3 separate regions of the Mus musculus genome follow, and all the other regions are linked to region 1. Evidence: chromatin contacts called from public Hi-C and HiChIP or PLAC-seq data. All regions are on one chromosome and are shown on one strand. Each heading gives the region's core, a stretch centred on a gene start, on an enhancer-like site or on the middle of the called end of the contact. The rest is flanking DNA. Distances are from core to core; before and after follow the strand shown. Region 1 has its middle 10 kb from the start of Rps24. Region 2 has its middle 8.3 kb from the start of Gm41112. Region 3 overlaps Gm32645 (a long non-coding RNA gene).

What was found. Hi-C and Micro-C count contacts between places; a contact is called where the count stands out from the background. HiChIP or PLAC-seq counts read pairs in DNA pulled down with a chosen protein or histone mark.
Region 2: a contact with region 1 is called in a Hi-C map of uterus, with 5 times the contacts expected there. The contact joins two enhancer-like sites. A contact is called at or near these places in 6 of 39 promoter capture datasets (the 3T3-L1 cell line, 3T3-L1-derived adipocytes, frontonasal cranial neural crest and 2 more), 3 of 484 Hi-C or Micro-C datasets (nephron progenitors and uterus), 6 of 115 datasets of contacts at active chromatin or transcription factors (bone marrow-derived macrophages, craniofacial prominence, embryonic basal ganglia and 3 more) and 1 of 9 other capture datasets (embryonic stem cells).
Region 3: an H3K4me3 HiChIP or PLAC-seq map of embryonic forebrain shows a contact between it and region 1, with 6 times the contacts expected there. The contact joins two enhancer-like sites. A contact is called at or near these places in 3 of 39 promoter capture datasets (3T3-L1-derived adipocytes, cranial neural crest and second pharyngeal arch cranial neural crest) and 16 of 115 datasets of contacts at active chromatin or transcription factors (bone marrow-derived macrophages, cardiomyocytes, craniofacial prominence and 12 more).

Annotation. Positions count from the first base shown.
Region 1 is chr14:24,499,444-24,502,143 of GRCm38.p6, forward strand. No RefSeq gene overlaps it. Among named protein-coding and RNA genes, the nearest start is that of Rps24, 10 kb to the left of the region's middle. Within about 2 kb of position 1,263, at least 89 of the 459 cell types and tissues checked have an H3K27ac peak or open chromatin away from gene starts, as enhancers often do. A contact at or near this core is called in embryonic forebrain, forebrain and uterus, where this site is marked.
Region 2 is chr14:25,040,873-25,043,878 of GRCm38.p6, forward strand. No RefSeq gene overlaps it. Among named protein-coding and RNA genes, the nearest start is that of Gm41112, 8.3 kb to the right of the region's middle. Within about 2 kb of position 1,634, at least 27 of the 459 cell types and tissues checked have an H3K27ac peak or open chromatin away from gene starts, as enhancers often do. A contact at or near this core is called in uterus, where this site is marked.
Region 3 is chr14:25,419,455-25,422,443 of GRCm38.p6, forward strand. Gm32645 (a long non-coding RNA gene) reads left to right here. Exons shown (of 7, transcript XR_003951092.1): 6 at 1,463-1,568. Among named protein-coding and RNA genes, the nearest start is that of Zmiz1os1, 14 kb to the left of the region's middle. Within about 2 kb of position 1,732, at least 98 of the 459 cell types and tissues checked have an H3K27ac peak or open chromatin away from gene starts, as enhancers often do. A contact at or near this core is called in embryonic forebrain and forebrain, where this site is marked.

The sequences.
Region 1 (2,700 bases), core at 13-2,512:
ATGGAGCAAGCCGCCCCCCCCCCCCCCCAAAGGTCAGCAGGGAACAACCCCAGGAAGACCCCGTGTGCCAGGCTGAGGACTTTTCTCATTCATTATTTTGGTTGAGTAAAAGAAATGTGGAGAATTAGAGATTGAACAGTAAGTGGAGTGTCCTTGTCACACGCTGAGTTTTTCCACACAGAATACTTGAGCCGTTTGACTGCTCATCAGGCACGATGGGAAGATTACAGCTGGAGAGGGCTGATGAGCGGGTATTTGAGCAGTGTACTGGGAAACGGCCCGGCCCGGTTCCTGCTCCTCAGCGTCCAGCAGCAGGAGCTGTTGGGGAACAGAGGGCTCCCACCCCTCCCTCTATAGCAGGTACAAGAGCAGGGTTGAGTAGTGAGGCTTTGTTAAAAATACTCAGCTGTTCACCTGTGTTCACTTTGTAGCTCGGAGTGGGAGCATTCATTCATCTGAAAATTTAACAGCTTTGAGGCTTGGACTCAAAGTTCACAAAGGTCTTTTCTGCCGATGTCTCTCGATGTGACAGGTCTTGTCCAAGAGAAGCTTGTGGATGAATGATAATACTACAACTACTGCTAATAAACATTCCGGGCACAAAACTAGGGAGATGCTTAGTGGATAAAGTTCTTGCACTTGTGAGGACTTGAGTTTAAATCCCTATCGCCTACAGAAGAGCTGGGCTGAAGCGGATACCCGTAACCCTAGTGCCAGGAAAGCCACAGGCAGATTTCTGGGACGCTTTCCAGCCTAAGCCTAAATGATGAGAGGAGATCTGAGGTCTACTTCTGGCCTCCATATGTGCATGCACGTGTAAATATATACATGTGATAAACACATGAACAGATTTATTGAGATTATACTGGGATCTGAGTCTAGGAGGGAGGCACAAATAAGCCCATTTTGCAGATGAAGATGTTGAGGTTTACAGGGAGCTAAATAGTCAGCCTAATGAGCCAGAGTAGCTAAGGAAGGTCATGGGTATTCACTCTAGCCACAGCACCAATTGCTAACTTATTAGATCTGCAAATTTCCGGACCGTACTCAGTCAACTACTGGAAAGTGAGAGTGGAGCCCAGTTACCTGGGTTTTAGCAAGCCTGGCAGGTACATTTGGCGCGGAGTAAAGTTAAGGGTATTGGGGGAGGAGACAACTGTGGGGGCCAGCAATGGATGCTTTTGATAGCCATAATACTGAACCTTCCTTGGTGGAATAAAAGTGGTCCCTGCGGCTGTCTTCCACGAGGGGGCACTGTGGATTCAGGCTTGGAATCGCCGGCTTTGTTGTCCCGGCGGCTGCTGCTGCTGCTCTCGGGAAGCCTGAAGAAAGCCTGCTGCCAGATTAGCTGAGGGGTCAGCCTTTCTTCTTCCGGGAAGGTCTGCCGGGGTGGTAATCTTGTTTACAGGATTCAGCCCTCGTGGTGAAACTGAACCTGGAGGGCTTGCTGCTGTTCACATGTGCATGGCGATGCCTACCCATCCGTGGGGCAAGGTCTCTGAAGATCCTCTGCAAACAACATTCCCCTTTTGTAGCTGCCCAGCCAGGCAGCTTACAGTTCCTTTGGAGGGCAGAGCACTAGAACCCCAGTAGCCGATTATGGCTCAGCGTTCAACGTGCTTCCGTGTCATAGTGTTGTCTTGTTTAGATGGGAACAGGAGCCAATTTCGAGTCTTCATTTTGTGGTTTGGGGCAGTTTTCCTTCACCTCTGGGCCCCAGTTTCCCAGGAGATTGAAGGGAGTAGCTTTCATTAGGTGGCTCTCAGCCCCTCTTTCTCTCCATGTCTAAAAATCCTGCCCTAGGGAAGAAAGGAGGAAGCCGACAACCCCCCTTTCTGTCTCCTGGTCTATCCTCCCCTCCTACAGAAGAAGCGTCAGGCTTATAGATCCTCTGCTTTTAAAAATAAGTGTAAATACACACATGCAGATAACAACATACAAGTCCTGCCCCAGGGGGCCGGGGAAGAGCCCAGCTCAGACTCTGAAAGGCATGTGGTGCAAGGACACTGCAGGGGCTGTGACATGACATCCATCTCTGGTGTACGTTTCAGTAAGCCTTTCCAGGGACTTGCAAGGCAGTAAGGTGGAACCTACCAAATTGGATTTTTTTTTTTCAGGTCCTTAGACACCCAGGATTTGCCTCTATATAGATTTCTATTCTGTGTGTTTGGAAGAAGGAAAGATTTACATCATGGTCTCCTCTTGGCTGCACGTGTTTCTTCAGAAAATACATTGTCTCACAGTGACTTCAGCATTTCCCTCCTTAATACAAAGGACTGGTATCTTATGTCTATAGTGGCTGCGCACTGAAGAAGTTGAATGCCGAGTTAGGCATTGAGCCTCTGGCATTGGCCAATATGAGCCTATAGAAGTATCCAATACCAAGGGAGATTCCAGCCTTCTGCTGACTCCCACCGTGTCTGATGATACACAGCATTTGGTTAGAAACTGCCCACCCCACCAGCAAGACCACTGAGTCATAACTCTCCACAGTAGAGGGTACAGGTTAAGCCAGATAACTACCTGATTTCCCAGAGAAGCAGAGGGCCTCTTTTGTTGTTGTTGTTGTTTTTTGTTTTTGTTTTGTTTTTTGGTTTTTCGAGACAGGGTTTCTCTGTAGCTCTGGCTGTCCTGAAACTCACTCTGTAGACCAGGCTGGCCTCGAACTCAGAAATCTGCCTGCCTCTGCCTCCCGAGGGC
Region 2 (3,006 bases), core at 384-2,883, 540 kb after region 1:
GTCAGCAAGACCGTTTTTAACTTTTTAAATTTTTGTTAGATTTACTGACTGCTTGCATAAGAATTTGCCTACACACATGTCTGTGTACCACGCACATGCCTGGTACCTGAGGAGATCAGAGAGAGTGTCAGATCCCCTGGAAGCATAGTTAGATATGGTTGGAAAGCACCACGTGGGTCCTGTGTAAGAGCAGCAAATGCTCTCAAGCACTGAGTCACATCTCCAGCCCCTGCAAGGCCTGTCTGCATTTGTGTAGTGAAACCTCCACCAAGCCAGGGAGTTGGAGTCTTCCTGGCTGCCTTGCCTCCTTGTCTGCAAGAACATGGAGGGTGAGGACTGTGGCTTGCCCCCTACTGCTTGTCCCAAGACTTGTCTCACAGTGAGTTGTGGGAAAGAATCGGGGTCATCCCCAGCTTCAGAGTCTTCCCAGTCAACCCCACCTGCCTTTGTCATCCACTCGTGGGATGACAGAAAGGTTATTTCATGTGCCATCAGATGGAAATAGCTATATCTCAGGGCATGCGGTGGTGTCCCCAAATCGCAGGGCTCAGGGATGGTGAAGCTTTCGGCTTGATTCTGAGCCTCAACTGTCCACAGTCCAGCTCAGGAAGAGTCAAGGCTCTCAGGCTACAATATACATATATACAGACATCACACACCTCTCTCTCTCTCTCTCTCTCTCTCTCTCTCTCTCTCTCTCTCTCTCTCTCTCACACACACACACACACACACACACACACACACACACATGTATGCACACGAGCATGGAGTGGGGTACTGTGGCCGAGGGTAGTTTATCCCATGAATTTCAGAAATATCTCCTGGTTCAAAGTGTCTCTAAGTGTTAACTCTGTGTCATGTATTTGGGGCAGAGGGCAGACAGAGAGTAGCAGGAAGGTGAACAGATTCTAGGCGTGGTAGTTCTCAAGGTTAGCATATATACCTAGACCACCTATCTTCAGGCCATCATCAAAGCAGACTCCATGACCCTGAGTGGCAGGTTGTCAAGACTTCTGGGAGTTGCTGTGCTAGCCAAGGAGCGATAGAACTCAGGAAACATCTGGGGAGAAGCTAGAGGCAGGAAGGGCAGCACTTGCTCCGGGAGCCGTGTTTTAAGAAGGCAGGAGGGGGAAAGATGGCAGCTGAGAGATTGGTGCCAGTCCAGTCCCTGTCAGCCTAGGGGCAAACATTGCCAACACACTGTCTCTGGAGCAACATATGTCCCCAAGCCCAACCAACCCCATGCCTGAGAGTAGAAACGCCTCTCAGGTGCCCTGGACTCTTTTCTTGGTTTTGGAATGTGCTGGGCCACCCCTAAGGCTCACTTTCCAGCTCCTGTGCTCTACTGAGAGTTCACAACCATGTCAGACATCGTCAGGGGATTCTGGCGCGACACCCCAACTCGTAACACCACAGCAGGGCAAGAGCTGGCTCTGCAAGGCCATGACTGGGAAAATCATCACCCAAGGTGGGGCAGGATAGGCTGCAAACTCCCCCCCCCCTCCAGGTTCCTCTGCTCCATCCTCTGCCGTGACCCATAAATTCACCAAGATGAAGTCATTCCCCAGCCGTGGCTGTAAAAAGTCAGCTGCATAGCTGCAGAGTTTGCAGCCGAGTCAGATTATAAAATAAAACCAGAGATTCTGGAGAGCGGAGGGTCAAGCCAGCCAGCCCTGAGGGGAGGGGAGATGGCTGTTCTGTTGTTTTTAACAAGCACCAGAAGGTTTCAGCTTTGTAAGATTCCTCACCCTGCTCCCCCACCTTCCCACAACTCCTTTTAAAGTAGAGGATCGTGCAACTTCAGGGCTTCTTCAGTGTTACAAAAATAAAACCAAAATACAAACTTAAAAAAGAAAAAAACAACAACAGTCTGTAAGTTCTCTTTCCTGCTGTGTTTGAAGCAGACCTCAGACCCTATTCTTCTGAAGTTTCCTGAAATTTGACCAGAATCTGGGAACTCAGAGAAGTCACAGACCCTGCCTCTTTCATTCCCTGAAGCCGGAGTGAGAGCCAGAGCCAGGAAGCTGGAGTGGCCCAGGAGCTGAGCATGCCACCTGCCCAACTCCAGTGGGACAGCTTTCTGATCTACATAGCAGGTTCTTGCCAGTTGCCTCTGGTCCCTCCAGGTCAGCCTTCACCACTTTCTCCATCTGAGTACATCCCTCATGCAGACACTAGGGGATGGTCTGGGAACAGAGCAATTGACAACGCAGACAAAGGCACTTGCCTCTGCTTTCTCTATCTGGGAAGGGCTGAGTAGCCAGAACCTTAAAAAAGTGAGACCACTAATGTCCTTGTCATCCTTCTAGCAAGGACACCCATGAAGGTCAGGCTGAGACCATCTCACATGTGCAATAACCTCTTAGCTCACCAAGTACCCATTTAGTCTTTGTACATCATGAGGAAAGAAATGAGCTGCGTAACAAATGACTCCAAGCACAGAGATCAGAACAACAAGTGTGCATCGTCTCATGGGATCTCTGGATGCACAAAGTCAGGAACGAGGCTGTGGTGCATCTGATGGCCTGACTGAGGCAGGTCCTCCCCTCTCCTCTCCCATGCATGGAGGTTTTTGCAAGGGCCTATTGAGGAGCTTGTTGGACAAAGGGCTCAGTTCCTCTCTAACTGTTGCCCTGAAAGTCCTTCTCTGTGGCTGCACAGACCTCGCTGTAGAAGGTTTCTTTCATCATGAGCAATGAGTGTGCCTAAGATGGACCATATACACTTTTTAATAACATGATCTTTAGTATGGTACTCCTATATAGTTCTGTATTTGGTTTGTTAGAAACAAGTTGCTGGGTCCAGCATACGCTCAAGGGAGAGCATTGTACAGTGGCTGAATACTAGGGGGGGAAGGAGAACTGGGGTCCATTTTGGAGGAGGCTACTTAAAATAGAATCTAAGCGGTGATAACCAAGACTTCAATGTGTATTGAACACCCTCCATGCTCTGAGAGCTGTTTTCAGTGAATTCCATATGAAGTTTTAATTCATACTCACTCCGATT
Region 3 (2,989 bases), core at 482-2,981, 920 kb after region 1:
ATGAATGGAGCACATTCTGGCTCTAGGTAGCTTCACCATATACTCCAGCTCTTCCTCCAATCCATTGGTTTCATCCAATCCAGTTCTCACAGTGGATTCTTCATTGGGCTCTTTGGGCCCTGAGCTCATCTGCGCCCCTCTGTTCCTTGCCATCTTTGTTGCACAACACAAACAGCTTCCAGTTCTGTCCTGCCTCTGAGACTCAGGACAAGCAACGACACATTGGGTCCCTCATCATCACCATAAAGCTGGTTAGCACAGCTCAGACAGTGGACACTTGCAAGGCCTAGTGTTGTACCCTACAGAAGGGCTTGGCCCTGGACATATGTAGCTAGTCTAAGGGTATTTGTACCTGTCCCTCTTACTATATGTATAGTATATAACAGCAGAACATGGTCTTTCAAGGTCACACTCCCAAGCTCAGTTTTCTTATACAGAAACAGTAAAGGAGTCAGAGTCTACTCTTCTATCCCCACCCTGTGTCTGATACCCCAGCAGGACCCAGTGAGACTGTAACCTCTCTGGGAGCAAGGGACATCTAACAACATCCATGCCCACATCCACCTATTCTTTCAGCAGCCATATCTTTGAATACATCCCATAGGCTAGGCACTATGCCAAGTGCTATCTGCCCATAGCAAGGCTTGGCCCCAAACTGGTTCAATCAGTGTTTGTAGACTGATTCTTGGCCTCTCCCATCTGTCTGGACAATGAAGATCATGACCATGGGTGGGCCCTGGAAAGACTCCCATGAGCAAGTCCCTGACTACCAGTAGCCGAAACACAGCTGTTTCTCCCAGCAGCTCTTGTGCCTGTGACTTTCTCTGACTTCCTCTGGGGTGAGCAAGGCTCTTTTTCCCCCAACATAAGAGAACACAAGGCATAGAGAGGTGTAGTGTCTGTCTGCAGACACACAGCCAGAGCTAGGAGCTCAGGTCTGATGGGTGCAAATTCCAAATTTTAGAATGCGACCAGCTCGGGCAAGTAGAGATGTGTCGGAATGTGCCTGGGAGTCTGGAGTTGAGATTAATCTCGAAGGCCAGCATCAGGCACTGCTGAAACCAAACCCCAGCAATGGCTGCCTCTACCAGCTGCTCAGCTGGGTAACGTGCCCTCAGATGTCTCGTGGTAAACTATAGGACATCTGTACCAGACAAAGCCTGCTGTCTGTCTAAGAGAAGAAAGGGAGAACCACAGTGCTTGTAGAGCCATTGGTCCCTGGGCAAGAACATGAAGTCTCAGAGTTCAGGGACAGTTCTTAGGGAAGCCGGAAGAGTAAGTAGAAGCAGAATCCTCCTGCGGAGGTCAGCTTCAATTAAAACATCCAGCCTCAAGGAGGAGGAGGAGGAGGAGGAGGAGGAGAGGAGGGAAGGAGGGGAGGAGAGAGAGGGGAGGAGGGGAGGAGGGGAGGAGGAAGGTCTAGGGTTGTAGAGGCCTTCCAACATGTTTCTCTGCTCCTCAGTCACAGAGGAGGCACTGTGTACCAGTGCCCAACCAGTATCCACATTTTCTGAAGGCAGGCCCGAGTTGTCAATCCAGAGACTAGACAGAAGAACTCAGCTCCACATGTAAGTGAGTCCCTGTCCCTAGGCAGGCACAGGCCTGGCCCTGGTTTCCTGATCTGTCTTGGCTATTGAAATCTAATGGGAAAGGGGGTGCAGAGGAGGCCTGGGATCTAGGCAAACTGACAGCTGAAGAATCAGCAAGACCCAGCCCAGGAGTCAGGCCTGACTGTGCTGGCCACTATCCAGACAGCTGAGCCTAGCTTGCAGTCCAGGGGCACATGACACTCCAAGGACCAAGTAAAGCCTGGGCTCCCATGTGAGTCTGGACACTCAGGGCCACTTGGCAGGCAGCAGGGTTCGGAGCCTGATGCTCTTCCCTGGTCTCAGGTTGGATTCCTACTGCTGAGACCTGCATGCATGTGGGAGTCATCTTGGCTGTACTGCCCATGGGACACATCTCTAAGGTCCAGCCTTGTTGTGCTCCCTGGATGTCCATAAGCAAGCTACTGGTCATTTGCCTGTGACTTCGGTGCCCTGGGATGAGAGCCATGACCAGGTTCCTGCCTCTCCAGTGCCATGCTGGTACATGCACCCTCGTGTGCAGGTTTATGAACACCCTGCACCAGTATGGCACTCCATGCAGGGGAGTGCCCTGCCATAGAAAAGCTGGCAAGACAGTGAGGCAGCAGGCCCACAGCGAGGCCCCTAACAAAGGCGGGGCGTTGGCAGGCAGCAGAAGAGGGGCGGGCTGAGATGGATGTGGCTTGGAGCCTAACAGGCCACCAGCAGCCGCAGCATCTGCTTTTTCTCACCTCTAAAGGGAATCGATTTGTCTCTGACTGATTTCCCTGACGTCTAGTTTTCTTCTCCGCCCGGCTGTCAACCCAGCCACTGTGCACAGGGCGGGGGAGGCCCTGGCCGTCAGCCTGCCTGCCTGCCTGCCCGCCTGCCTGCTCCTACCTCCCCATGCGCCCACATGCTCAAGGCTGATCTCATACTCATAGCCACAAAAAAAGCCCACACCCCACAGACAGCCTACCCACCCCAGACACAAACCCCACAAGATATGCACATCACACCCACCCACACACAGACAACCTGCCCACAACATAGACATCCCACATAATACACATAACACGTACACACACACAGATAACAACCTGCCCACAATACATTCACAGCCACACACAGGCAACTGGACCATAACCTGCCCACAACATATACAACATACACAACATACACACCCTACACAATACATACCCCATACATATATACACACAACCCACCCAGAACAACCCACTTACAGATAACATGCCCACAGCACACACACATGCCACAATGTATATGTATATACATGTGTTATATGTTATCATACTCCTACCCATAGACAACCTGCTCTCAGCATGTACACAATACATAGACCCTCTCTTTCAGATGATGTCTCCTCCACTCACACATATATACACACATATATAGACATACCT